Regions from separate parts of the Mus musculus genome. Here regions 1, 2 and 3 are each linked to region 4. Evidence: chromatin contacts called from public HiChIP or PLAC-seq and promoter capture Hi-C data. All regions are on one chromosome and are shown on one strand. The core of a region is the stretch at or near the end of the contact, and the rest is flanking DNA. Distances in the headings are between cores, read along the strand shown.

Region 1 (5,376 bases), core at 554-3,053, 960 kb after region 4:
TTAAATCTGCCGGTCAACTGTTGAAGCCTGTGTTCTTATGGCCATGTGTGAAGGTGCCAGCCATGAACAGGAGTAGTGATGGGGTCCTAAGCCAGTCATCCTTTGGGAAATCAGTAGCAGGTTAGCCATAGCCAGCCCTATGCTTTTTGTGGGTGTGCTGACTGCAGGGAGTTGTCTGAGTGGTGTACATCTGTAATCCCAGAAACTTGAGAGTCTGAGACATGGGGATTATGAGTTCAAGGCCAGCCTGTGCTTGATGAAGTCTATCTGAAGAACAGAAAGAAAAACCAAAGCCAAACAAAACTGAATAAGAAAAGCCAGTGTTTCATAATTTGTTTGTTTGTTGGTTTGAAGAAGAATCTAGAATGGGAACAAAGGCCTAGCGCTCACTGCCAGCTTCCCACTGGATTTGTTCTCTGTAGTCTGTATTGCATGTTTAGATGGGCAGAGTGTGACAAATGGCCTACAAACCAGGCCTGGTTTGTCCCTGGGACTCAGGGGACAGTGGTGGGTGTGAAACATTTATAGTGGGCTCTGTGGGCTTGCCACCTTGTTCTCACACCATCAGGTAATGGCTGCTGTGTTTGACAAAGTCAGATGTGTGGCAGGATTTTCCCTGTCCAATCTACTTAAATATTAGTGCAGCAGGAGGTCTGTGATTGGACAGGGAAAAGGGAGGCGGAGCGAAGAGTTGAAGAGACAGAGCAGCTCAGGAGTGGAGAAGCCAAGATAGGGGCAGACAGACAGGAAGAAGATCATGATCCCGCGTGGTTTTAAATAGCCACAGGTAGTTATAAATATCATATAGGGACAGAATAATTGGGATAACTTGTCTGATCTAGGTGGGCAGCTTGTATCATCAATTGGCTCTGAAATTATTGTGTGGGCATCTTGTGAATTGATAATTTATTGATACATAAATCTGACTTGTAAATTATAAGCTTCTACAGTCTTGTTTCTACCAGGTTGCTGGGTGTTGTGGCGGCTGACTGCAGGGTGGATGGCCATTTCATGGGCCTGCCATGGCAGCGATCCTCCAAGAGAACTGGGGAGCTCCGGCCCAGAGCGACCAGGAGTTGAGATCACCCAACACAGATATAAGGCTTACCTTGAACACCTCTCCCCACCCCACCCCCCAAAAAAACCCAACACACACACAAGGCTGGGGTCACCATCTTCCTAAGACCCACAGATATTTCACAGTCTATACGCAGAGCTCCAACACACACTGGCCACGCCCTGGGTTCTGCTTGCAGTCTTGATGTGTGTTGGGAACCTCTGCTGGTTTCCCCACGGGCATTTAAGAGTCTCCACAGATCTGGCTTGGTTTCACCCTTCCCAGTTCATGGCTGGGAGCCATCAAGCTGGAGGGATCGGCTTATGCAATTAGAAATTAATGTCTTCGCATGATTTTTCAGAGTTGCAGAGATGTTCTTAGTCATAGAAACAGGGTAGAATTTTAGCTTTTAAAACAAATGGTTGTACTGGCTCTTCTGGAACAGTATTTAACAGTTAATTTCCTTACAAAGCCAAAGTCAGTATTAGAGTTTTAGGAAATGCTTTTATTTTTTAAAAATGTAGAAATGTAGATATTTCAACTATTTTCAAAGAAACCAAGGCAGTTGTGTTAGTCAGGGCTCTCTACAGGAACAGTATGGATATGATGGGGAGGGGGTGGGGAAACAAAGTAATTTGCTAAATCAGCTTACATTAAAATAGTAACCGCTGAGTCACACCTGGGGGCTGAGACCCAGTCAGGGCTTAGTTGGAGCCTCAGCAGTAGGAGGAGCTCCCATGGCAGCTGTCTCTCAGTGGGGAGCCTGACAACCCATGGTTGCTCAATCCACAAAGCTGGGTGCCTCAGCGGACCCAATTTGGCACCAAAAACCTGCAAGGTTCCTGGAGAGTCACTGGTTTTTAGCTCAGGAAGCCTGGAAGCAATCCTCTGGGCTGCAAGAAAAAATCTCTTGACTGTGAGCCCCTGTAGAGTAAAAGTAATAAAACTGAATCACAAACTTAGAGTAGATAATGCATAGATTAAAATTTCCAGGCTAGCGGGCTGGAGAGATGGCTCAGCGGTTAAGAGCACTGACTTCTCTTCCAGAGGTCCTGAATTCAATTCCCAGCACATACATGGTGACTCACAACCATCTATAATGGGATCCGATTCCCTCTTCTGGTGTGTCTGAAGACAGCTACAGTGTACTCATATGCATAAAATAAATAAATAATTCTTTTAAAAAATTTCCCAGGCTAAAAGGGAGGAATGGAACCCAGCAAGGAAGGTTTAGACCAAAACAAAACCCAAACCAGCAGGATAAACAGTACACCCTACAGCCCCACATCCGGCATCTGGGACTCATGGTGGCACTGTCCAGGTCCAAAGGGCTAGCAGGCAGAGATGTGCCTGTCCAGCTCTGTTGCCTATAGCAACCGTGGCCTGTCTCTTGGGCTGGCTTCCATGGCGACTACAGCCTTCCCCAGCTACCATCTCTAACACACTAGCACGCATGCCCACTAGCTCTTAGGCTTCTCCTTTACGGCGTCGCACACAGCCTACTCCAGTGCTCCTTGCATGGAATCTGACCCCGCTACACATCTCTCGGCTTCAACAGCCTCCAGAAACCTTGTGGAAAGCCTGATCCTATAACCTTTGCATTTTGTGTGCCTGAAAGACACATGCGCTGCCAGAACAAGGCCAAGCAGAGATACAGTTAGAGCCCCCTGTTAGAGCCCGCTATGGCAACTCTATGTGCCTTCTAGGCTAACTTGGAAAAGCACCTCCCTAGGTGTCTCTGCTAAAGCAGGATTCCCTTGAAGATCTCTGTCCAGTCACTCTTGTTCTGCTTTCGAAAAGCATTTTGTTTTTACGAGTATGGGTGTTCTGCCTGTGCGTATGTCTGCAGTGTGTGCTTGGTGCCTCTAGAGGTCAGTGGAGAGGGTAGGATCCCCTTGGAACTGGAGCTACAGACCGTTGTGAGCTTCCACGTGGGTGCTGGGACTTGAACCTCAGTCCTCTGTGAACGAGTTTGTGCTTTAATACCCTGGAGCTCAACGGGCAGGGCCTTGGCAGCGTTCCCCAGCTTTCCCATTGGCCTGGGCACTGGTGTGATTTCAATTGCGTCGATCCTGTCGTCAGCATAAGCACCGCGTTCTCGGTCTTGTACCTCGTCTTTTCACACCTTTCACCTTTCTCTGACTGTGACTCCACGTAAGAGCAGCGACACAGCTTACCTGTTGTGCCATCTTAAAATTTCCTATGAAGAAACAACTCAGTCCATTATTTGCCAATTTAGTCTCACTAAAAAAAGTTTAGGGTTTGAGCAGAATACAGATTGTTCAGCAGAATATGACACAAATGGCCTCTAGCCCGACACCTGATGATAGGGTCCTCATTTCCTGGTGTCTCCCGAGCCTGGCCTTTGCTCTCTTGTTTCTATCAGAATTCTCATTTTCTGTTCAGCTACCAGAATGGCTCGGTAAGGTCTGTGACAGCATTCTGGGGGGTGGGGGTGGGGTAGCCTAAAGCTCCACCCTTCCACACTCTTCTTACAAACCAGTCCAAAGACCCACAAACTTCAAGGTCAGGCTTATCATAGTAATAATCCCACTCCTTGGCATCAAAATAAATATTTGGCAGAGTACTGTAGAGGATCAGAACCAACTGTGTGTGTGTGTGTTACAGTGACTTTGTTAGACCAGCTTATATGATAGCTGAGTTGTCCAGATACCATCTACACACTGGAGAGGCAGAGAATGCTGGTAGCTGCTGACTACAAGAAGCTGGATGCTTCAGCAGTCTTAATATAACAGGGAGACTTTGGATGCTTCCCAGAAAGTTGCTGCTATTGAATCAACATTTGAAAAGCCAAAGAAGCTGGAGTTGTGTATCAGCGGAGGATGCCAGCAGCACAGTCAGGCACACTCGCTCAGGAAAAAGACACAGCATGGGCCTTTTTCCTCGGATCACTTTGAGCCACTCAGTGGAAGTCACAGCTCACACTGGAGGTGGGTCTTTCCCTTTTACTCCTCTCTGGGGATACTCCACAGGAACAGGTACATGTATTGTCAGTCCAGTGAAGCCAACCAAGACTAGGCATTGCAGTAGATTTGCAAATAACGTGGTTTAATATTTAAAAGCTCAGGTTTCACACACAAAACAAATGATTAAATGAATGAATAAATTTGCAGGATACAAATCATGAAAAAATTAATTGTGCTTTTTACTCAATAATCAAAATTCATTTAGAATAGTTAAAGGATGAAATACTTGGGAAATGTATTAGAAGGCTTTGGCAAGATATCCTTTCCACCCAAAGCAACCTACAAATATTTTTGTTGTTGTTGTTTTTGCTTCTCAAGACAGGGTTTCTCTGTGTAGCCTTGGCTGGGCCTTGAACTCACTCTGTAGACCAGGCTGGCCTTGAACTCAGATTCACCTGCCTCTGCCTCCCAAGTGCCAGCACGCTCAGCTCACAATATACAAATTTAATACGACCTGCATCAAATTTCCAGGGGCATGTTTTACTGAAATAGAAAAATCTGTTCTAAAGACATATGAAATCAGGACCTCAAATAACCAAAGCAATGTTGAACAGAGTACAGGCCTCTCCCTTCTCTCCAGAATAGACCAAAATGGTGACATCATCAACTGTGATGCTGTCATGAAGATGGGGACCAGCTGAATAAAGAGCCAACAAATAAACTCAACCTGTGTGACCAAGAGATGGTCAACAAAGAAGTCAATACTGCTCTTTCAAACTGGAGAGATGGCTCAGCAGTTAATAGCACTGACTGCTCTTTCAGAGGTCCTGATTTCCAGTCCCAGCAACCCCATGGTGACTCACAGCCATCTGTAATGGGATCCGATGCCTTCTTCTGGTGTGTCTGAAGACAGAAACATTGTACTCACATATAAAGAATACAATCTCACATACAATCTTTTCCAGCTGTGCTAGGAAACTGACAACCCACTTGCAAGGGATTAAGTTGGTTTCTTTCTATCATATGCAAAAGAATTTAAAACATAAAAAAAGCTTTTTTAAGAACCATGGTGGACCATGCACTCAGGAGGCAGAGGCAAGCCAATCTTGGAGTTCAAGGCCAGCCTAGTCTACACAGAGAAATCCTGCCTTGAAAAAACAAAAAAACAAATGTTGCAGTAACTCTCCAACTACAACAAGCCTTTGCAAAAACGCACAACTCAACTGTAATATTCACAAGCTGCACGCCTAGATCGGGCAGATTTACCATTACACGGCTCTATTCCTCAGCTATGAGATCCCTTGCTAAATGTGGCTTCTCTGGGCCATAAGGTTCTGCTCCATCTTCTTTCTGCCTCTCTTTTCACTGTAAGATAGTGTCTTCACTGCCTCT
Region 2 (5,706 bases), core at 236-2,735, 940 kb after region 4:
TGTGTAAAGACTGTTTTGTTTTCTTTTTTTTAATGAAGCCAGACTGTATAATTCTCTTACAAACTCTGACAATATCATGCCTCAGAGATGATGGAATCAGTGACCCGCATCGCGTCCCCGGGACCTGAGAGATGTCCTTTACAGAGCCACCATCTCTACTTACCCGTCTCCCTTCCTAACAACTGAGGTCTTCCACACAAAGTCTTTAGTGCCATTTCAAAGCGGTCTAGAATTTAGCATGTGGGGTAACAGGCCTGGCCTTCTGAGTCATCTGGGAATTTCAGTTTAGTTTAACTTACTATGAGCATCCGATCCTGGCAGGATGCAGCCTTAGAGGAGGCCTGTGCTGCACCTGTAAACCACGGTGTTGTGAAGCCTTTGCTTGCTGTATTCGCAAGTACCCTGCGGCTACCTGTTCATAACTCCCAGACAGGCCAGGCGGGTCTGAGCTGGCTGGAGAAGGTTCTCACTGTGTTTACATCCTTAAACGTTCTTATGCACTTGAAGAACATGAACAAGGCATTTCGGAGTTTACCTACAGCACTTCTCACAAAAGCATACAATTGTGGACAGTTTTATTTACCTGTTATGTGTGTACAGTGTTGGACAGAGTGAGTATTTGGGAAGGCCAGAAGTCAAGTTGCTGTCTTTACCACTTTCCACTTTATTTTCAAAGATAAGACGTCTTAGGCCAGAGCTCACTGATTGGCCACACTGAGTGCACACTGTCTTCTGCCCACCCCCTTATGTCACCATGCCCACATGCCCAGATTTTTTTTTTTTTTTTTTTGGTGGCTGGAGATCTGAACTCAGGCTGCATTAGTCTGAGTGTCACCCTGAGACTACAAAGGGAAGTCGAGGCCCCAGGTCCAACTGGCACTGCCAACCCACCTACCTAGTCTCTTCTGGGCCCTGGGAACCTTCCCTGGACTCTGGTTGATTCTGTGTCCATCACTCTATCGATGCAGGCCTCACAGCAGCGCAAAGTGACCGTAGTCTATGCAGGAACCCTTCTCTTTCCCTAACACCCTCCTCCCTTGCAGGTGCCCCCCTCTCCGGTGGTCCATATCCACTAATGGACCTTTTAGGATCAGCATAGACCACTAACCCTCAGCCTGCGGTCACCGAAGCCCCGCCCTCGGCCCCCGTAGCACCAACTGGGCGAGCATGCGTAAAGCGCGGCCCCACCTCGGCGTTGCCTTGGTGATCCAGGATGGACCACGCCCATCGGGCTGGGTGAGTGAAGGGCCGGGAGTTGAGGGGCGGCCGGTGTGAAATGTCACGTGGTTTTGGTGCGTCAGTGTTCTTGGCCCCTTGGTAAAGCACTCGGCCCGCTGATTCCCTGGGGGGCCTACTTAGGGAGGTTGGAGCGGTCCTGGAGAAGTAGGGGACCCGCGGGCTGAGTGTCAGGGTGGGGGAGGACCAGGGAGGCAGGGGACCTGAGGAACCTGAAGGCTGGAGGAGGGTCTGGGGGCGGGCCTGGGGGCGGGCCGGGGACGGCCGCCCGCAGCTGACCGCCCCTCCCCGCCCAGTCCTCCGCACTGTCCCAGCGCCGCGGCGGGCCGGGTGTCCTCCTTCAGTCCCGGAGCCAAGCTGCGCGGAGCGGTCGAGCACCGGAGATGTGGAAGCTGAGCCGAAGTCGAGTGCTTCTGGACGAGCCCCCCGAGGAAGAGGATGTGCTGCGAGGGGCACCGCCAGCATCAGCAGCCGCCCCGGCGTCGGTGAGGGCACGCGTAGGGGCGCAGGTGCGGGCCGCGGGGTGCTCTGGAGGCCGAGCGCAGGTGCATGGGGTCGCGTGCCGGGTGCGGACTTGGCAGGGACCCGACGCTTCTCGGGGCTGCGAGGTGACTGCCCCGGAGGACCCCTCTGATGAGTGGCCGGGTCCTACAGGTCGTGGGCCCCAGAGCCAGCATGTGTGGGGTACCGCGGGGACGCGTACCCCGGGCACTTTCCGCACTGGCCGGCGGCGCTGCCCTTCGCTCTGCTGCCACAAGGGCTTTGGGGTTCGGCTTGAGACACCGGGGACGCGGGGTGACCGCTTCCAGGCCAGGTATTTCTATTCCGGAGTTGGAGAAACAGAGAAGTCCTGAATCATGGTGCCGGGGACGGCGGTTCGCTCAGACTTAAAAGCTTGGTGTTTTTGTTTTTGTTTTTTCCTTTCCCTTTTCTTTTGGTGACTATAGCGAATATAAAGTGTGCTGGATATTTATTTGCACAACACGTATTTCCTTTTTTTAAGCCTTTGATCCCGTCTCGCCCCCTCTCCCGGAAGAAGAGATCAGAGACCTTTATACAGAAAAAGCTTTGGCCCGACAAGTATAGAGATACGCTTGGAATGTGTAGAATTTTTTAATTAACAGGATCCCAGGTGGATCTGTGTGAGGCTTCCCCACCCACCTTCTCGGGACACTTTTCATTCCCTTTCATGTGCTAGGAAATTTAGGTCACAAAGTACGCCAATTTTTAAGCATAAAGTTATTTATTTATTTTTTTAAGCATAGTGTGAAAACTGTGGCTGTTGCAAATCTTTCTTTTGAAACTTGGAAGTAGTCCCGAGATTGCTTCTTCCCTAGTTGGAGCAAAAGAACGTCTGTTAGGAATGAAGTTTCATTGTAAGACATTTCTCGGGAATTTGATAAAGCTCGCTGCCAGCACGCAGACATTCCAGCTGATGAGTGTAAGCTTTTAGGTATGGTTTGTATCTGAATTTACATTTGAGAAGTCACCTTTTTGTGTCCCTAGAACTTACCTAGCTTTCATTTTTCCAGCCTTCAAGGTTTTGTAGCTAGACGGCAACTCTTAGAAGGCAGTAATGAGCATTTGTCTGTGGTCTCTAGATATTTTTTAAATCATCTTCTAGCCAGCAATATGTGTTTAAGTTTGCTTCACCTGTCTTTTCATGGTTCGATAGTAAGTTTCTTTTTGGCACTGATTACCTTCAGAATATCATGTCACCTCCTTCCAAGCTTGGATAGCTGATGCTGAAGTTCCTGTAAATAGGCAGGGTGGGCCTTCTGTAGAATTTCAGATCATTTAAGTAAGACAATGTGACTGCTGGGCTGTCATGGAGTGCATTTGTGTGTGTGTGTGTGTGTGTGTGTGCATGTGCATGTGTGTACGTACATGTGTGTATGACCGGTGAGTGCAGGCAAGTGTTTGTTTCCACGTCGGTGAGCAGGGTCTCCTTGTTTTTACCGGTTCCCACCCCCAGCTCCGGTCCCAGTGGAGTTCTGGGAGTACAGACCCACTGCCCTGCGTCTGAAATCAAGATCCGGTTGTCAGGTTTGCAGAACAAGCACCTGTCCGTGCACAGCCGCCTCCCGCCCACCCCCCCAGGTTCCCACCATTCCCACTGAGATCCTCTTTCCACCACTGCCTTCAGGAGAACAAATTTCTCTGCATTGCTTTAGAGTATTGGCTTTTGTTTTTGTTTTTGTTGTTGAGAATAAATGTCTTGAGGGTAGCACTAATTGGACTTTAGTGAGTTAATAAAAATATGAACATAAAGTTGGGAAGAGAGCGTGTTGGGGAGTTACAGGTGAGTTAGGGGGAGATGGGTGGGTGATATTACTGCGTTTCATTGTTTACATGCAGGAAATGTTAAAAAACAAACATAATTGAAATAGACAATAAAAGATTAAAAATGAAACATCTGTTTGCATTAAAAACATAAATATAACTTAATATAAATATGTAATAAACATAACATGAGATTCAGTGAGGCTTGTAAGGACTATTTATTCCAGCCATCCCAAAAGGGGAGATAATGTTTTTTAATAAATTCTAGTGTCTACTTTAAAAATTAAAGTTGATGATGCACATAGTACAAGATTTCTAAATGTAGTTAGGTCATAACTCCATCTGTCTCAAAAGGAGCATTCTTAAGCTTTTTTTATATCCATTAAACACTTATGCAAATCTATAAATACGTTTACATATGTGCATTTGCTTGTCAGTGGGACATTTGTATGTGTCTTGCACTGCTCTATTTTATGCTAATGCGTTTCATGGAACACTTGCTGTTCTAGCTCCCCTAGCTAAAGCTCATTCAAGGCTGTGGGAGTCCGAGGGTTGTAGGTAAATGTGAGGTATCTGCCAGGTCTTACTGCCCTTGTTTCAGTCGGTTTTTAAAACTCACTTCCTTACAGCTTTTGTGGTAATACTAACAAGGGACCGTAAGGATGCCCGGCATTGGCACTGCTTAGACAGGCTTCTCCCTACTCCTGAGCTAACTGTAGGGATTTGCCATTCAAACTGTAAATTAATACCTTGACAGACAAACTGGGAAAAGCATGACACATCTTCCTGATAATCTTTTCAAGGCTCAGGTACACTTGTGAGCACTGAAATACATCCCTTGACCAATTCCGATTCGGTGATAGAGAGAATCGGAGTGACCCTCTTTGTTCAGACCGCCCTTTGTGGGTACTCCAGGGGCTCTGCTCCTTGATGAACGCTCATTGGTGTGGATCTGGGATGGATGGGGGGTTGTAAAGTGCAGCGTCCGTCCATGCTCGGCTTCTAAGTCTACTAAGGGAACCGCGGTGTCCTTTTTGAGGGAGTAAAGTGGGCCTGTGCGTGTTAACTGCAGATTTCTATCTGTACCAAGCGCTTTATTCCCTGCGAGTCTCTGGTTTTATGTCGTAAGACTGTCTTGGCCTGTCTGGGTGGCCTCAATAAGAAGATAAGCCAATGCCTCACACAGCAAACATTTATCTCCTGGGGTTCTAGACTCCTAGGGTTCTAGAGGCTCCAAGTCCAAGATTAAAGTGCCTTAGATTCTTTCTGTTTGTGTCATATGACCCTTCATGTAGAAAGCTAACAAGCCATGGTTATCCTTGTTCTCCTGCAACCTGCCTTTCTTTGCCTTTCTCTTCTCACTGAACTTAATGTTGTCAAGTAAATGTGCCAGTATCCATCCAATTAGGTCTCAGTGTTTATGCTCACTGAGTTGGTTTATGAAATAGCTTTCTTTTCTCTTCTCTGTTTTCTTTCTTCTTTTTTTTTTCCTCTACAGTTTTGTGACAATAAAGACAGGGAAATGTAGAGGTGGCCAGACTAGCCTAAAACCATATGTAATCAGGCTGGATTTGACTGCCTGCTCTGAATTCACTGTCATCTCCTAAGCGCTGAGTGTGGCTGGCACGCATTGCCACCCCAAGGTGATGGGTAGTCTCCTTCTAGACTCTGATGTGTGACTTCTGGACAAGCCCCTTCAGGGGGTCTGGATCCTCAGTGGTTCAGTGTGCCTGGCTACATTTTCTTTTCTTTTAAAGATTTATTTATTCTATGTATATTCTATATACATTGTAGCTGTCTTCAGACACACCACAAGAGGCATCGGGTCCCATTATAGATAGTTGTGAGCCACCATGTAGTTGCTGGGAATTGAACTTGGGACCTCTCTGGAAGAGCAGTCAGTGCTCTTACCCTCTGAACCATCTCTCCAGCTCCATGCATTTTCTTTTTTAGGAGCACTGCTGGGATATCATTCATAAAACACTGTGCTTTTCCATGAACCATGGCAGCGGGGTGATTCTTTTTGTTTTGTTTTAGTTTGGTTTTGTTTTTTGTTTTGTTTTTTCCGGACAAGGTTTCTCTGTGTAGCTCTGGCTGTCCTGGAACTCACTTTGTAGACCAGGCTGGCCTCGAACTCAGAAATCCGCCTGCCTCTGCCTCCCGAGTGCTGGGATTAAAGGCATGTGC
Region 3 (5,820 bases), core at 1,384-3,883, 870 kb after region 4:
CTCTTAGCTCCGCCTCCCTTTGCCCTGTCCAATCACAGGCCTTCTGCTGCACTAATATTTTAGTGTGATTGGACAGGGAAAATCCTGTCCCAAGGAGGCACACCGAGAACTGCTAGAGTGGAGGCTTAGATGGAACTGTCACCCAGTCTAGGCAGGACCCTTCTGATAGCAGGTCATTTCCAGACAAACTCAGGACGAATCAACACCAGCAGTTCCCACAGGACTCTAGAACAAGTCAGCACTGCTCATGCGCATTTAACACGAAGTTCCTCCCTGAAGAGTACGAAAGAAGCAAAGAGCAGTGTTTCCAGCTCTGGACTTAAAAATGAAAACCGTACTCAGCCGTCATCTGCTGCGGAGAAGGCCACTGGTCCCTGTGGGGCAACGCAGGAAACTCTTTATTGTGGCCGTATCTGACACTCGTGATATGCAATGAGCAGGGATTTCAATCTATCATTACTTTAAAAATAGAAGTGTGCCCCTAACTATGACTTGAAGGCCTGTAGTTAAGTAAGGTGGATTGTAATTTCCTTCCCTTTGCGGCCAAAGCCCTGATGACTCTCATCCCAGGCCTTCTGTCCAGGGCCCTGTCTGCACTGGTTATTTTCACGGCCCCAGTGCTGGCTCAGTGGGATTGGAAATTCACAGCTCAGTTTGCGAATTAACTGAGACTTATTTTGTGTGACGGCTGATTTGTACCATCATCCCAGTTGGATTAAGAAATACCTAGGATATTAGGCAAGCAAATCTCTGGGTATGTCTGTGAACGGATGACCAGAGACAGGTCTGAAGGGCTCTAAGCTAATCCATAGATTAATCCCTTGATGGGTTCATCATATGATGGTATTATTGGAAGGTGGAGAAAGACAAGAGACGGGGCCTTGCTGTAGGGGGGTTGAGGGGCATGTCATACTTAGGATAACTGTCTCACCCTGATATTTTCCTTTACGCACTTTCTGACAAGAAGTGAAGAATAGCCTCTGCACATGCTCCCACAACCAAGATGCTCGGTAAGAGCCCCTACCTCTCCTCTGAATTGGTTGTGGTGGTGATGGTGGTGGTGCTGATAGTATTACAGGGACACAGGCGTAAGCAATGCACTTGGCTTCCCACATGCTTTTAAAACAGATACTGTCTTAGACTGTATGGTGAAAGTTATTTCTTAATTGATGATGCAATTGTCTTTCTAATGCCTGCCTTTTGTCTTTGCTTAAAACTCTAGCTAACATCCCAGAATACACTTCTTCCGGTTGTGCACATAACCCTGCCCCAGGTAGCTGCCTCTGGCCACATATGGATCTTGTACTTGATCAGGAAAGGGAAGATCTACAAGTTGGTCCTCCTGGGACACAAGCCACCCTTGAAGCACACACGCACTTACTTGCAGCCAGTGACAGCCACGAGGACACTTCCCTGTTGCACAAGGGTGGCACTGTTCCGAAATTTCAGGGCTAGTGGGAGGCCACGCTGGAGAGAAGTGCTTTGATCACAGTGTGATAGAATCAGTGACTTGATTGGCTCACTGGGGCTGTTGGAGTAAAGTGGCGGGGGTGGGGGGGGGGGGTGTCAAGGGAGAGTTCCTGATGAGACCTAAGGCTTGTAGGCATAAGGCTGAGGTCTGTGGACCAGAGTTCATCAGCTCAGCTGGGCCCATGAATTTGCCAACGCCTACAGGAGCGGCCATGCTTTGCCCACTCATGCCTGGTGAGCAGAGAGATGGGGAATGCAGATGAACCTACGCACACTAGAACCCAGGAGCAGGGGCTTTCAGTCCAGTGTGCCATACAGACGTCAGCCATGAGCATCGCACGGGTTTCCTCTGTGGCCACTACCTGTGACCTGTTGTTTAGAAGCAGGAGCCTGAGCTCTCTTTCCCGTGTGCAGAGAGCGCATCCCTCTTAGTTCTTCAATAGAAACCTGACTGCCCCAGGAATCAGACCTGCACCATAGTTTTCCTCAGACTCCCTGAGCAAAGTGGTCCTGCCAGAAGTCATAATAAAATATTTAGGGTATACAGAATTATGAAAACAGAACCTGTTTTGCATAACTATTTACAGCAGGCAGACATACACATATATGAGAAATTTAAAGTATGAGAAAATTACATCAGAAACTAAGTTGACATTGAAGTGTGTTATAATCCTTCAACATCTTATTTCTGTAATAGTTATTATCTTGGGTTTATCTGACAACATGATCAGCTTCCTCTGATGAGATTTTGGGAAAGCCATAGGTTGCAAGTGTGATTGATGTCATAATATTAAAGAAAAAAAAGTCATTCACAACGCTTGGTTTTGGCAGGCTTGTGTTTAGGGCCATCCTGACGGTACAGGGACATGCCTCCGGAGCCCAGGTACAGTGTGGGCAAGTTAGGCTTTAGAGTTGGGACTGGGGGCAGAGGGAGAATTTGGGCGTGTGTCACTAAGAAAACATCAGGGATGAGAAGGATTCCTGCCAAACGAACCTGACGGGATTCTTGCTGAGGGAAGGCAAGTGAGCAGACCTCACCTTGGAGTTGTACAAAGGTTGATCAGATATGCAAGGTGAGGAGCATGAGGTGGGTGTTACGGCCAGCTCAGCCTATCAGAGACCTGGCTTGGGGAGCATGAGGTGGGTGTTACGGCCAGCTCAGCCTATCAGAGACCTGGCTTGGGGGAGCATGAGGTGGGTGTTACAGCCAGCTCAGCCTATCAGAGGCCTGGCTTGGGCTGGATTTTAGATAACCGTTCACAGGTGGGCCCTGAAGGAGGCCTGCAGAGCAACTGTAGTTTGGCCAAGCACAGAAGCTTTGCCAAAGGGCTTTTTCACCATGTGGAAGTCTTAAAAGGTTGCCCAGAAGGGCTGAAGCGATGGCTCAGCATTTAAGATCACTCTCTGTTCTTCCAGAGGTCTTGAGTTCAATTCCCAGCAACCACATGGTGGCTCACAGCCATCTGTAATGGGATCTGATGCCCTCTTCTGCTGTGTCTGAGGGCAGATACTGTGTGTGTGTGTGTATGTGTGTAATGTATAATGTACATTACAAAAAAAAAAGCCGGGCGTGGTGGTACATGCCTTTATTCCCAGCAGAGGCAGGCGGATCTCTGAGTCTGAGGCCAGCCTGGTCTACAAAGTGAGTTCCAGGACAGCCAGGCTATACAGAGAAACCCTGTCTTCAAAAACCAAAAAAAAAAAAGAAAAAAAAAAAAAGAAAAAAAAAAAAAAGGTTGCCCAGGAAAAGGGCATCATGATGAAAAGTATGTTCTAAGAAACAAGCTTGTCCATGTAGATGGAAAATTGGTGCCTTTAGGATGGAACAGCTGCTTCTATGACACTGACTGCAGTCACACACACCTTTGCCATCATGCTTACATTTTCTTCCTTAAGGTATTTTTCCCAGATCCTAAGGAATTGTTTCTCCTTTAGCTAACATATGAAAATTAGGCATACACATCTTATTTTCCCATTTGCCAAATATATGTGTAAGCCACACGACTGGTAGGCATGTGTTTTAAATACAACAAGAGCTACATTGTTTTCCTGTATGAATCTATATGTCATGTATTTATACACTACATTGTGCTCTACAACCCTGGGAAATGCTAGGACCCAGGGGTGCATAGCCACAGCATATGTAAAAGGTGGAATCACATCTCTGGGCTCCACAGAGGGCTCCCCGACTTCTTCAGCTTCCCTAGGCACACATTAGTGCAGAAGCCAAGGTGCAGTGTGTTACTCCTAAAGTCTCCCTCCATCAAGTCCTCCCATGCCTTGTAAGGACCCTGACCTTGATCCTGACCTCGATCCTGCCGACTGGGAAAGCCCCTTGATCCCCATCCTAGAACTTTGCATGGGGTCATGGGTTGGTTTGTTGTTGTTTTGGTTTTTTATTTTTTCCGTGTTGGGAATTGGTCTAGGATCTCCTACCGCGCGCACGCATGTCCTGACTTGGGGTCCTTGTAGGTACGTAGCGGTAGCTCACTGTTTCTCACTGGTGAGCTACACCCTTCACATTCATCTTTACCCTTACCTGTTAGTAAAGAGCTTGTCTTCACAGCTTTGGATTCCCTTATACACAGCAGTGTGATTCTCACACAATCTCTGTTTGCCCTTTTTTCTGCCTGGAGCCAACCCACGAGCAAATGGCACAGTTTCATTATTTCCATCTAAGCCAAAGAGGTTTTGAACACGTTAGCATGGTGTATGGCAGTAGCAGAGGTATTACAGCTTATTATCCTGTATTCGCTTTCCTTCTAATTCTCTTTAATTTGCTGTTTGCTTGCTTGTGTTATTTATTTATATTTATTTTGATATCAGATCTAACTCTCTCATACGGGTCCAGAATTCTAGAATATTACCTGTTCTCCTGCAGTAGCTTATCAACTGCTGGAATTATAGAGATTCATACCACACCCAGTAGGGAAACAGCCCCTATACATATATGCATGTGTGCGTGTGTATGTGTGTGTATGAGTGAGTGTGTATGTGTGTGTATGTAAGTATGTTTGTATGTATGTGTGTATGTTCATGTGTGTATGTGTGAGTATGTATGTATGTATGTGTGCATATGTGTGAAGGTGTGTGTATGTGTGTATGTTCATGTGTGTATGTGTGAGTATGTATGTATGTATGTGTGCATATGTGTGAAGGTGTGTGCATGTGTGTATGTGTGTGTGCATGTGTATATGTATGTGTATGTGTGCATGTGTTATGTGTGCATGTGTATAAACATATACATATATGTATGTATGTGTTATTCATTTATTTCTCAGTGCTGATGATAGCCCAAAGCCTTCTTTTATTAGGCAAATAGTCCAGCACTGAGCTATATCCCTGACCACAGTCTTGTACCCCTAAACTACTACCTATATGACATAAATACTTACTACTGATTTTCTCTCTTCTTGATATAGTTAACAAATACCTTTAAGAAATACTTAGTAGCCATTTTTACATTTTGTGATGTCCTAAGTTCAAATTTAAGATGTTTTCCTCATTATAAAGCAGTATATAGTGTTCTCAAAATGGAGATGTGACGGGTGCTGCAGAGCACGGCCAGCCTGCCTCATGTCGCCCCGAGTGACCAGAGTGCAAGCCCCAGGTCTGGGCTACCTGTGGCTAAGTTTTCCTGTTCAACAGTACACACGCATAGATTTATTTTAAAACGTGTCATAAATACATCATTGGAGAGCTGTTTTGCCACTGCCACCTTTTAAAATTAGTACCTTATAGTCTTTTTAAAATAGCAGATCAATACTGCAATCATTCTTAACACAACAGCCGTTCATGTTATGGTATGGCGGTTAGTGTAATCCGGAAGGTGGCTTCCAGGGGGAAGGCACCCATAGATAACCTGGAGAGAACTGAGGACTCCGCCTCCCCCCACCCTCCTCAGTGAGCAATCAGGACCCCACACACCCAGGGCCCCTGTCACACTGGCTCCCAAATGGCCCTCCTTTGAGATCATAAAATATGGATGGGTTCTGTTCTTCAAATTAATGACATTAAATATTTTAAGACACCAGAAGGACCACTCTTCTGTTGTGCAGTGAACCTAAGATAGACAATCCCATAACAGTCATTACTTTGGGGACATGAATATTTAATAGACTGTTTCGTTGTCAGGAACTCTGAGATAGTCAGACTTTGATCTGTCAGCCACACTTAGCAGACCCCTCGTATCGATTCATACTTGCAAATGAAATGGAAAGGAACGCTATTGAGAAATCTACTAGTGATTAAGGAAAGCCATTTATGAGCTAGACCATAATCTAATATCATGATTTTATGAGGAGTAGTTTTGGCCTCATGTCAAGTTTGAGGTAGCAGTGGGTTTCATAG
Region 4 (5,894 bases), core at 3,164-5,663:
ACTTAATCCAGTCTTATTCATCCGCACCAATGAGACAAGACGAGGTACCAGTTCAAACATCACCTATCCATATGACTCTAGAGTCTTTAGGGCTTTATCTCAAGGCAAAAGCCCAAAGTACTTTAAAAAGAAATGCCATCAGAAGGGAGTTGTGGCTTGGTGGTAGGACACTCGCCCAGTATGGGCAAGGCCCTGGGTTCAATCCCCAGAGCTGCAAAAAGTGGTGCAGGATTTGAGGGAAACTGGGTAACACTCACCAGCCGCGCCCAGAACGAAAAGCAGAAACGGTTCCTAATGTATCACACGCCTTCAGGACAGTAGCCCCAGCAGTGAGAGTGATCTCTGAACTAGGTGTGGAAGGCCCCCCAGTTCAGGCACACTTGTCAGCACATTCGGGTGACTGTAGACATGCCTGGACCAATCAGCGCCTCATCCCTGCGCAGCGCACAGAGTCGGTCAGGCTATAACCCATGTTCTACCTTCTAGGCACACTTGTCCATGGCTCCCCTACAAGATCCTCCATATAACCATAAAGGTCTCAGTGTGCATCCAAAGCTAGTCTCAAAGTCAGCATTCTCCTGCCCCGGCCTCCCCGGTGCTGTGCTTGTGAGTACGTACGCACCACAGTACCTGATTCTGCACACTTTTTTATGTCGTATTCTACTGCCCACATCACTTCCTATATCAGAAGGTGATACATGGAAGACAAAATATTAAACCTAATAACTTGAAAAATATTCTACCTCTTCTCCCATTGTTTAGTCAAAATATAATAACAGTTGCACATCTCTAATCCCAGCGCTCGCTCAGGAGGCAGAGGCAGGTGGATCTCTGTGAGTTTAAGGCCAGCTGGTCTCCGTGATGAGCTTCAGGCCATCCAGGGCTCTGTTACATAGAGCAACCCTGTCTCTAGAAAACCAACCCAGCCCATAGACACCACTTTCCACTAGCAGATGCACGTTAATGTGACACAGGAAAAGCAAGAAACAGCGGGGTGGAGAGGGACGGACAACAACACTAGGAAAATTGTGGCCTTGTTTCATAAGCAATTTCTGAAAATTCACATAGAGAAAGAGGCAAAAGCCAGCCTGCAGGCCCAGCCACTGTGGAAGGGTCAGTCAATGGGGTAGGGCAGAAGACCTTGGAGAGGGCACACACAAGGCAGGCAGGGTTGAATGAAGGCAGGACCTTCCTAGGGTGCATTGTACCCCACATGTTTCTCCTATAGGTGTAGCCTCTCTCCAGAGGCTGTAGTTCAGGTCCCCATCCATCCACAGTCAAGGCCGCCACCTTGCTGCCTGCCCACAGATACATTCGTGGCCCATGTGCTGTCTAGTCTCAGTTCATTTCAGACCCTTCCAAACTGTCTTTCCTAGAGTACCCACCCCAGTGTATCGTCCCTAAAGCACATCTCCAGGGAACATAGCTAGTAAGATCTGCATTTCAACCCCAACAATAATTAACAGTACACCCCACTACCAGCCAAGCCAACTGTCCTCTGGAACGAACATCAATACTCTCTGAACATCTCCAGACATAACCTTCCACGGTGCACTTACTAGTTTGAGTCGTGCAATTCAAGGATGATGTGTTATACAACTGGGGTTTCAATTATGAAAATGGTTTATACTGTTATCTGCAGATGACATCAGCCACGGCTGCTGAATTTCCAATTTTCTCTGGTGAACACAGAATAGTTTCAGGTGTAGAGCAGTGTGTGTGTGTGTGTGTGTGTGTGTGTGTGTGTGTGTGTGTGTGTTTACACATTGCTTCCCAGTGAGGTCACACCTAAGCAGAACCAAGCCTAGAGTGGACAGTCACAGGGTTAGTGGTGACTCCATCAGATGACCCAGGACCCAGGCACACAGCCCCCTACCCACCCAGAAAGTCTCCATCTGGAACCACCAGAGCTTGCTTCGAGCCTCACGAAAAGGATCTCACCAAAGAAGAGGCACACCCGAGTACCAAGAAGATGCCTGCAGCAAATCTAGAAGAACCCTGGTTCAAAAGATGAAGGATGGAGGTGCAGCTTCGGAGTGGAGATTGTGCAAGCACGGAGGCCACAGCTCTAGGACAAGCACCTCAAAAACAAAACGTTATTTCTGATAACCGACTTTTACTTCTTCCCTCAGGACCTGAAACTCCCATCGTTAATAACTGGTCTGTACGGTGATGCGTCACCGAATGGCACAGCTCTTCCCTCTGAGAAGTCACGACTGGCTGTGTAACTCTGGACAGTGATTTCAAACAAGGTGACTCACATGTTTGGTACTGATGCCAGTGAAATGACAAAAAGCTCTTGGGGCCAGAAAGGAGTGGTAAACATTTAAAGAGAGACTTAAGTACAAACTTGAACAATCTTTTCTAATAAAAGTTATTCTTGGTAAAATAGGTATTTGAAGAGGAATCAGAAGGAAGAGCTGCGCAATTTGGTTCGTTAGCGTCATCGTACAGACCAGTTTTTAACGAAGGGAGTTTCAGGTCCTGAAGGACGAGATAAAAGTCGGTATTATATATATGTACACATATATGTGCATATATGTGTACATATATATATATAATTTTTGTAATATTTATTATTAGTTATGTTTCTATTGCCGTGATAAAGCACCATGACCAAGGCAGTTTATTTGGGCATCTGGTTGCTGAGGGATAAAAGTGCATTACTGCGGGGTGGGCGGAGCATGCTGGGATGGGCGGAGCATACAGGGATGGGCGGAGCATGGCACCGGGCACAGTGGCTACAGTAGAACACTGAGAACATACACCTGGAGCCACCAGCAGACATGCATGAATCGAAGAGGACATAATCTGAATACTGCACAACTCTGAAACGTCAAAGATCATACATCCTCCTTCAGGGCCGTACCTCCTAAACCTACCCAAACAGCACTCCAACTAGGAACCGAGAATTCAGGCATCGGAGCCTGTGGAGGGGGGCGGCATCCTCATTCAAGCCACAACACCTTTACCTATGTATTAATTCAGCATTTACTGGGGATCAAACCCAGCCTGCTGCATGCCACACCCCAGTCCTGCCTTCTTGTTTATATGAAAAAATCTCATTATTGGAGCCCAGGCTGGCCAGACTCAAGATCCTTCTAACTCAGACCTTCGAGTGCCAAAATAGATTTTTTAATAGTAACCAAGGCTGTGGGCGTAGCTCAGCAACAGAGCATTTGCCTGGCAAGATGCTCGGCAGTAGTAAGGAGCACCTGCTGAGTATGTGCGAGGGAGGACCTAGAATCAAGAAAGAGTCACCTGACAATGAAATGCTGTCCCTTGCCCAGATTCTAAACACAGCTACACAGCTTACTGTGTGGTCCAGCCAAAGAAAAGAAGGAAAGATTGCTGCCATTTGAGTCCAGAAGAACCTCTTCCTCCAGCAAAGGCTGTAACTGAGATGCATCCTACGTTAGAGTTCACACCAAGCATGTCTATTGCCCTCTGGGAAATCAAAACATGGTGTCCCACAGTGTCCAGGGTGCCCAACCACCTGCTTTTATTTACTGCACACCAGATCAGGATCTACCCTAATTATTGAGCAATGGTGGGTAGCAAAAAAACCTTACCCCAGCAACAACTTCACCCTAAAGGGGATCCTAAGGATCTTAATTCAAACATCCCAAGATGACTTCTCTCATGCAATTTCAGCGACCTTTCACCCTTTCACCCCACATCTCCAGGTCAGAGGCTGCAGGTCCCTACTGCACATACCCTTGAGCCTTACCCTCAGGCTATGGGACACAGTGATGCTGGGGACTGTCTCCTGTCTTGGCCGAAGATTCACTCAAGTTGGGCGGCTGCTCAATGCTCTGTGTCTAGGGACACCCATCGAAGTTGGGGGACTTTTTGCTGCCTTGTGTCTGGGGATAACCATTGAAAGGGAAGGCTGCATGCCGCTGAATCTATGCCTGAGAACACCTAGGGCATAGGTTGAGGGGCTGCTTCTGTCTGTGCCTAGGGGCCACCTGCAAATTTGTGGGTGCTTCTTGCTTCCCCCATGTCCATAGACACTCACTAAAGCGGGGGGTCGGGTAGGGGTTGCTGGGCCTAGAGAAGGAAACACCGGCCAGATTTGGGGGCAACTGAAACTGAAGTTGGGAGCTCCTTGCCGTCCTGTGCCAGAGACAGCGCTGAACTGGTGTTGGGGGGTGGTTACTCGCTGCCGTCTGTCACTGTGCGCAGTCCCGCAAACCCAGGGTGGGGTTTAGCTACTTCGGGGACCTGGGTAGAAGTGCAACTTTTAAAGCAAAGAAGCAACCCGTGCAAGCGGCCTGGGACGGGACTTGGGGTCGCCGTGCTCACTCACCGAGGGACCGGGCGCCATCCGCCGTCTGCGTCCGCCAGTTGTCCCGCGCCCCCCGCGCGCCCCGCGCGCCCCGCCCGCGATGCGCTCCCACCCCGCCCGCCAGGGAAGCCCCTCCCACCTCACCATGATTGGCCGGAACCGGCCGTGCTTCGTGCTCATTGGCCAGCGTTCCTGCCCGTTCCTCGGCCGCGCCCGACCCTCGCGCCAGCGCATTCCTGCGAGGCCACGTGGCCATCAGCCCCCCTCCCCTCCCCGCCCCGCCCCCAGCCTAACGCCCCGCGCCGTGAGTAGGAGGGATGCTGCCTACCTTGCGCCCCCGGGGACAGAGGGGGCACAGAAAGGACACCAGCTTGTAGTGCCCCAGAGTGGACGCTTCTCCCCTCAGACTCCTGGTCACTGGGAAATGGCGCGGGGCCAGATTGTGTCTCCCGATCATCCGCCCTCTGTTAGACACTGGGAGCTGCGCTGTCGCTGGCAGGGAACACAAGACAGACACTCCACCCATCGTGACCCCAGAGTCTGCTTGCTCTCTGCAGATCCTGGTCAGGGCTCCTGTGGGAAGGGGGCACTGAACAACACTTCACTCCATCTCTGGCCCTTCTCCCCCTGACCACCTCTCCCATCTTGGGTCCCACGGGCAGTGGGGCACAGAACGGATACCACACCCAGCATCCACTGTTCCTTACAGACCTACAAAGTAGGGGATGCCAGGAGAACAACCCATCCGACCTAGAGCCACCCTGCCAGCCTAGGCGGTCCTGGCTGGTCAGGGTCAGGGGCTCCTCGTCCCGCCAAGTACAGGAAATAGAAATGCCGACCAACCGTGACCTCAGCTCAATACCTTTCCAGGCGCTATTACAGCTTGCCTGTCACCGGGAGGCTCTTGTTTGCTGAACCGGAGTTCCAGCTTTCCATAGCTCTCTAAATGCAGGAAGCGATGCTGGAGAGAGCTTAGCTAGCCTTTCTGCTCATGGCTGAGCCTGGAAAGGGAGGCGCTGTGAAGACCAAGAATGTGGGCCTTGGTGATATTAAAGGCCTGCAGGTGTCTGCATAGAAAAGTGCTGGGATATTCTGGAAGAGCCCTTCTGGGCAGTTGAATGTGCTTAGCACGAACCTTTGTTTTGTGCATGTAGAGGGAAGCAAATCATTAAATTATTAAAGGAAAGCAACACCCATCAAAGTGCTAACTGGTACACGGCTAGGGCACATAGCAAACATGTTCCCATACTGGACTGTCACATCTCCCACCAACATGGTTCATAGAAGTTGCGGAAACCCCGGGGTTCTTAAGTCTCTAAGTCCACTCAGTTACAGAATGAGTTCAGAGAGAGGTTTGTTCCACAGTAAGTGTCTATAGAGCTGGTATGCTCTGTAGCTAGACATTTCTCAAACAGACTATGACTAGGTAGGTCAGATTATAGCCTAGGTACGGTGACACCTCATAGCTGTTTGGAAGTAGCATTCACTAAAGTTACAGGAGTGGACTGTGTTGAACTCTCAGACCTGTCTGAAATGACAAGACATTCCTGTTGTCTCTGTGGAAGACCTTTGGGTAAAGTACCCAAAGAACTCCCAGACTAGA

The links. Promoter capture Hi-C pulls out the DNA fragments that hold promoters and counts their contacts. HiChIP or PLAC-seq counts read pairs in DNA pulled down with a chosen protein or histone mark.
Region 1: a contact with region 4 is called in a promoter capture Hi-C map of 3T3-L1-derived adipocytes, with 5 times the contacts expected there. The contact joins the enhancer-like site here to the promoter of Arhgef10 in region 4. A contact is called at or near these places in 3 of 39 promoter capture datasets (3T3-L1-derived adipocytes, hippocampal neurons and liver), 1 of 15 datasets of contacts at CTCF or cohesin (large pre-B cells), 3 of 484 Hi-C or Micro-C datasets (the G1E-ER4 cell line and palatal mesenchyme), 10 of 115 datasets of contacts at active chromatin or transcription factors (the NIH/3T3 cell line, astrocytes, bone marrow-derived macrophages and 4 more) and 2 of 9 other capture datasets (embryonic stem cells and pancreatic islet).
Region 2: a promoter capture Hi-C map of embryonic stem cells shows a contact between it and region 4, with 3 times the contacts expected there. The contact joins the promoter of Tdrp here to the promoter of Arhgef10 in region 4. A contact is called at or near these places in 6 of 39 promoter capture datasets (the 3T3-L1 cell line, cranial neural crest, embryonic stem cells and 3 more), 1 of 15 datasets of contacts at CTCF or cohesin (the NIH/3T3 cell line), 2 of 484 Hi-C or Micro-C datasets (embryonic stem cells and nephron progenitors), 8 of 115 datasets of contacts at active chromatin or transcription factors (bone marrow-derived macrophages, cardiomyocytes, embryonic forebrain and 4 more) and 2 of 9 other capture datasets (embryonic stem cells and liver).
Region 3: a contact with region 4 is called in an H3K27ac HiChIP or PLAC-seq map of embryonic stem cells, with 4 times the contacts expected there. The contact joins the enhancer-like site here to the promoter of Arhgef10 in region 4. A contact is called at or near these places in 7 of 39 promoter capture datasets (the 3T3-L1 cell line, 3T3-L1-derived adipocytes, embryonic stem cells and 3 more), 3 of 115 datasets of contacts at active chromatin or transcription factors (the NIH/3T3 cell line and embryonic stem cells) and 1 of 9 other capture datasets (macrophages).

Annotation. Positions count from the first base shown.
Region 1 is chr8:13,945,013-13,950,388 of GRCm38.p6, reverse strand. No RefSeq gene overlaps it. Among named protein-coding and RNA genes, the nearest start is that of Tdrp, 27 kb to the left of the region's middle. Within about 2 kb of position 1,803, at least 30 of the 459 cell types and tissues checked have an H3K27ac peak or open chromatin away from gene starts, as enhancers often do. A contact at or near this core is called in 3T3-L1-derived adipocytes and hippocampal neurons, where this site is marked.
Region 2 is chr8:13,970,556-13,976,261 of GRCm38.p6, reverse strand. It overlaps Tdrp (testis development related protein), which reads left to right and starts at 1,485. Exons shown (of 3, transcript NM_173744.4): 1 at 1,485-1,721. The coding sequence starts at 1,620.
Region 3 is chr8:14,035,429-14,041,248 of GRCm38.p6, reverse strand. All of the region lies in intron 3 of Erich1 (glutamate rich 1), which reads left to right. Among named protein-coding and RNA genes, the nearest start is that of Gm39134, 13 kb to the right of the region's middle. Within about 2 kb of position 2,633, at least 21 of the 459 cell types and tissues checked have an H3K27ac peak or open chromatin away from gene starts, as enhancers often do. A contact at or near this core is called in embryonic stem cells, where this site is marked.
Region 4 is chr8:14,910,182-14,916,075 of GRCm38.p6, reverse strand. It overlaps Arhgef10 (Rho guanine nucleotide exchange factor (GEF) 10), which reads right to left and starts at 4,413. Exons shown (of 29, transcript NM_172751.3): 1 at 4,313-4,413.